2 separate regions of the Sus scrofa genome follow, and region 2 is linked to region 1. A link is a contact called in public Hi-C data. All regions are on one chromosome and are shown on one strand. The core of a region is the stretch at or near the end of the contact, and the rest is flanking DNA. Distances in the headings are between cores, read along the strand shown.

What was found. Hi-C and Micro-C count contacts between places; a contact is called where the count stands out from the background.
Region 2: a contact with region 1 is called in a Hi-C map of embryonic fibroblasts, with 1.7 times the contacts expected there. The contact joins two enhancer-like sites. A contact is called at or near these places in 2 of 47 Hi-C or Micro-C datasets (embryonic fibroblasts and fetal heart ventricle) and 1 of 2 datasets of contacts at active chromatin or transcription factors (skeletal muscle).

What each region holds. Positions count from the first base shown.
Region 1 is chr14:121,093,868-121,096,567 of Sscrofa11.1, reverse strand. All of the region lies in intron 1 of RBM20 (RNA-binding protein 20), which reads right to left. Among named protein-coding and RNA genes, the nearest start is that of RBM20, 36 kb to the right of the region's middle. Within about 2 kb of position 1,262, at least 5 of the 83 cell types and tissues checked have an H3K27ac peak or open chromatin away from gene starts, as enhancers often do.
Region 2 is chr14:121,327,881-121,330,580 of Sscrofa11.1, reverse strand. It overlaps PDCD4 (programmed cell death protein 4), which reads right to left. Exons shown (of 12, transcript XM_021073216.1): 9 at 867-974; 10 at 520-630. The region is part of intron 3 of BBIP1 (BBSome-interacting protein 1); the gene reads left to right. Among named protein-coding and RNA genes, the nearest start is that of SHOC2, 19 kb to the left of the region's middle. Within about 2 kb of position 1,315, at least 3 of the 83 cell types and tissues checked have an H3K27ac peak or open chromatin away from gene starts, as enhancers often do.

The DNA of each region.
Region 1 (2,700 bases), core at 13-2,512:
TCAACAGCCTCAAAAATACCAGATCCTATGTTTGATCTCAAAGACTTAAACAGTATTGGTCTTAGTGGCCTGCATGTACTATCAGCTTGTTAATATTTAGGCTTCCTTTATGCAATTAAAATTATTTGGATTTAAAAGCTTCAACACTACTAATCTAGTGAGCTTTTAAGTGATCCACAAACACTTGGGAGACACTATCAAGCTTGTGTAGTCATGACACAAATGTCCAGGTACAAGTTATGTAATTCAAGCCTGCCTGCCACCTGGACATGGATTGGGAATTGAGTATAACTCTAAGGTACTCAGAACTTGTTTAAACTGAAGAGCATTGAACCCCTGCTCTAATTCGAAAGCACTAGGGTAAATACAGCAGCCTTGGATTTAAGAGCTCATGGTTGTAAGCAAAGCCCCAGGGACATGAGAGCCAGGCACAGCATATGTGAGCTCATTATACAATTACAGGTTTTCTCATGGATTTTACAAAAAATAAGAATTGAAGAGTTTGTATTGTGGCTCAGCACATTAAGAATCTGACATAGTGTCCATGAGGATGCAGGTTCAGTCCCTGGCCTCAATCAGTGGGTTAAGGATCTAGCATTGCTCCAAACTGCAGCACAGGTTGAAGATGCAGCTCAGATCCAGTGTTGCTGTGGCTATAGCACTGGCCTGCAGCTGCAGCTCTAATTTGACCCCTAGCCCAGGCACTTCCATATCCCGAAGGTGTGGCCATAAAAAAAAAAAGAAGAAGAAAAAGAAAAGAAGAATTGTCCATGAACAACTCACGCATGAATAGCATCCTACATGGTTCACTTGCTATTAAAACCCAGCCCTTCCAATACATTTGCAGGCCAATGGCTGTAAGTGACTTCTGATTTCCTTCTCATCCATAAAAGGACTGACATGCATGCTTAAAGAGAGATCCTCTGTCTCCAGGCAACAACCTTAAGGAATAATTGCAATATAAATGTCCAGGGCTAAGTGTGTGTTGCGGGGGAGGGGGGGTCAGTGGAGGACACAACAATGCCAGGTCCACCCCTGGTCCCCAGAAGACACATCCTCAAACTGCCCAGGGAAAGCTTCTCTACTGTGGACTGATTCTGCTCAAAATGGAAGCCAACCCCCAAAAGGTGCATCACACATAAAAAATGATATTCCCTTTATATGTGACTCAAGCTCCTGCTTCACCAAGCCATGACAATTTCAGATAACGCTCTATTTTAAACACATCAATTCAAGAAAACCTCTTGAACCAACTCAATCCCTGACCCACAGCTAAACCTCATTCCCTCAGGTTCAACACGAGCTGATGTCCTCAAAATGCAGAGAGATGGAAATAAGCGGGTCACACGATGTAACCTTATGCAGTCAATACCTCCCAACTCTTGCCGCTGGTGGCCTTGACCTCAGTAGCTGACAAGGATTCTCCTAATACCCAGTTTCAATGCCAGTGAGGCTGGCATAGAACATACATGTGGGCATAACTAGCAGCAGTAAAAACCAGTACAAACTTTTTTGGAAAGCCATTTGAAATACACACACACACAGACTTAAAGATAGCCCCACACTTTGCTCCAAAAAATTGCGGTAATAAGACTATAACCTAATATGAAGAAAGCTTTAGGCAAAAAGATGTTTCCACAGGAGTTCCCGTCGTGGCGCAGCGGTTAACAAATCCGACTAGGAACCATGAGGTTGCGGGTTCAATCCCTGGCCTTGCTCAGTGGGTTAACGATCCGGCGTTGCCGTGACCTGTGGTGTAGGTTGCAGCCGCAGCTCGAGTCCCACATTGCTGTGGCTCTGGTGTAGGCTGGAGGCTACAGCCCCGATTGGACCCCTAGCCTGGAAACCTCCATATGCCTCGGGAGCAGCCCAAGAAAATGGCAAAAAAAAAAAAAAGACAAAAAAATATATATATATATATGTTTCTACAGAATATTTTTTTAAATAAGAAAACCCCAACCGGGAATGTTATGCAGCCAGTATGCATGTTTGTAAAATAATGTTAAGTGAAAAAAAGCAGACTTCAAAATTGAGCATTGTAGTATAATTAAAACCAGGAAAAAGGAAAAAACTAATTTATGGATAGAAAAAGAAGGCAATGGGGGCTATGCCAAACAGCAGCTGATTTTGGAGCGTGGACCCATAAGGATTTTTTCCTCCTTTTCTACTGTCCTATAATAAGCACGTGTTAAGTCCCATTTGAAAAACTGGTAAGGTTCAGGTCCATCGTACGTCCCAGCATGTTGGGGGCACTGGCGCCCCAAAAGAAAGACGCTGCTTTCCCAATCCAGGAAGAAAGACCATCTGTCCGGGGCCGCAATGCCAGTCCAGGTCCAAGGTCTCCAAGCTGGAGACAAGAGGCTAAGGATGGAGCAGCTTCGGAGGCGCTGGTGAACCGCGCGGGCGTGCACGCAGACCTCCCCGCGTTCTCCTGGGAAGATGCCAGGGGCCCAGTGCACAGCCCCAAGGCCGATGACCCCCGCCCGACAGCTCGGCGGGTTCGAGGGAGGGCTGCCGAGAGCCAAGAGAAGCGGTCTCCGGGAGCGAGGACTCAGGGTTCTGGCGCAGAGGACACACCGCGCACGGAAAGCCTCCCCTTCGACCAGCTCGCGGAGATTTCTCAGGCTTCTAGAGTTTTTAAACACACACAAGGATTGAATTATTCGGAGAGCTCAGCAGAAAAAAAACCAGGATTAAGAA
Region 2 (2,700 bases), core at 66-2,565, 230 kb before region 1:
GAAACCGAACTCTTGAGGAAGAACACACATCACATTTTTCAAAATTCAGGTTTAAAAGAAAAAACACTGAAGTATTTATTACTTTCCAGAAAATGGCTGTGAGAGATTCAAACAGTAGCATTAAAAAATGCATATTACGGAGTTCCCGTCGTGGCGCAGTGGTTAACGAATCCGACTAGGAACCATGAGGTTGCAGGTTCGGTCCCTGCCCTTACTCAGTGGGCTAACGATCCGGCGTTGCCATGAGCTGTGGTGTAGGTTGCAGACGTGGCTCGGATCCTGCGTTGCTGTGGCTCTGGCATAGGCCGGTGGCTACAGCTCCGATTCGACCCCTAGCCTAGGAACCTCCATATGCCGCGGGAGCGGCCCAAGAAATAGCAAAAAAAGAGACCAAAAAAAAAAAAAAAATGCATATTACTAAACATTCTAAAAGAAAATTTCATTGACAATTCATAATCCGTATTCAATCATTATATAAGATATAAGCCTAAAAAGTTTTCAAAATAATGTTATACTTACTCTTTTCATTTGGTCTAGAGTAATGGTAGAAGATTTCCAAAGAGATTTTAATAAATCCAAAATCATTTTAAAGGTACTTTCTCCAGTTGACTCTAAAACCATTATAATGGCCTAAAAAAGGAATGAACAAATGAATTATTAAACTTTTACTCATTTTCAGATAAGAATCTGCTCCTAAAGTCCATCAGATCTAATATGTAACTATAATCATTACGAAAATTTTAAAACTCTCTCCCTTAATATTAAAGGTTTTAAAAAGAAAACAAAAATGTATGTTATTAAAGAAACAGTAAATCGCTGTAAAAAAGGACACAATAATTCTCTTTAGAATGTCAAAATAACCTTACTTCATATACAAGCTCATGGTGAAAATGAGGTACTTCCAATTCCTTAAGGCAATGTTCAGCTTCCGATATGTCTCCAGAGAGTAAATACTCTTTCAGCAGCATATCAATCTATTAGATTTAAAAATTGAGATGTGTTAGAGTTCTTGATTTTTAAAAATTGTGCTTTGCCTAAAGGATTTATTTACCCTCATCTCAATATATTACATGATGAAATTAGGTCACAAAACATTTGTCTAGGAATAGTCCTGACATGACTCTATCATAACAGTTTTTCATAATTAAAAAACAAATCCTCAAATTTTAAATAATTCATAATCATTAAGGAAATTCTGTGTTTCAGTGTTTTTTAATACCACTGAGATCTATGAGCTCTCTTAGATGTACATGACTTGGGTTATGAATATAATGTTCCCTTGGGAAACAATGTACCTTGAATACCACTAGAGGGCACTAACTGAAAGTCTCAAATTTTTTAAGTGACACAAAACTGATTTCCATCAGGATGACCTTAGTATTGCACTGGGAGCCAAAAAAATGAGAGATGATAATAGGGCTTTACTAGACAAGTCAAAGATTTCCAAACAGTTTTCTCTTTTCTCTACAGCAGAAGATTTGAGACCTATTATCTAAAACATTCATCAGGAGTTCCCGTCGCAGCGCAGTGGTTAACGAATCCGACTAGGAACCATCAGGTTGCGCGTTTGGTCCCTGCCCTTGCTCAGTGGGTTAACGATCCAGCGTCGCAGTGAGCTGTGGTGTAGGTTGCAGACGCGGCTCAGATCCAGAGTTGCTGTGGCTCTGGCGTAGGCCGGTGGCTGCAGCTCCGATTCCACCCCTAGCCTGGGAACCTCCATATGCCACGGGAGCGGCCCAAGAAATAGCAAAAAGACAAAAATAAAAAATAAAACATTCATCAATAATTCAGCTTCCAATTATAGCTAAAGAGGCAAGTCTTGACTCTGCTGTTCAAATTTGCATGGTAACATCTATTGCTTCAGAGAAAAGGAGAAAAAGTTTTTCAGCACAAGAACTTCAACTACAAATATTCTCCCCTATAATTGCCTGTTAAAACTACCTTTAAACTTGGTGGACACTAAATGAATGCTGGCTGACTGAATAAAATAATCTCATTTAAGTATGTTCTATCTTTAAACTGTACAACATATTCTCATAAAAAGTAAAGTTTTACCAACAGAATACATCTTGACGAATAATTCCTATTATCATTCTTTAGGAAAGTATTTAAAGCATGGCACTTGACTAAGTATTTTCACTTTATAATTAAAAGATAATATATTTATTATTTAAATTATATCAGTTCTTTAACTTTGTTATGTAACTTTAAGTATTTAAATTTTTTTTTTTTTTTTTTTTTTTTTGTCTTTTCTAGGGCCGCGCCCATGGCATATGGAGGTTCCCAGGCTAGGGACTGAATCAGAGCTACAGCTGCCCGGCCAACGCAACAGCCACAGCAACTCGGGATCCAAGCCACATCTGTGACCTACACCACAGCTCATGGCAACGCCGGATCCTTAACCCACTAAGCGAGGCCAGGGATCGAACCTGCAACCTCATGGTTCCTAGTCGGATTCGTTAACCACTGAGCCACGACGGGAACTCCCTAAAATAATTATTAAATTATTATTTCCCACTGGGTTTCATGCCATTTTTGACAATAAATTATAATACATGTATATATTTCTAAAAGTCCATTTTGTCCAACTCACCCTTCCATATAAAAAAAATGAATAACCAAATAATGTCAATCTCAAATTCATATATTGGTAGTTTTATTCCAATTTTTATCTTTTTTTGTTGAGATAATTCACATGCC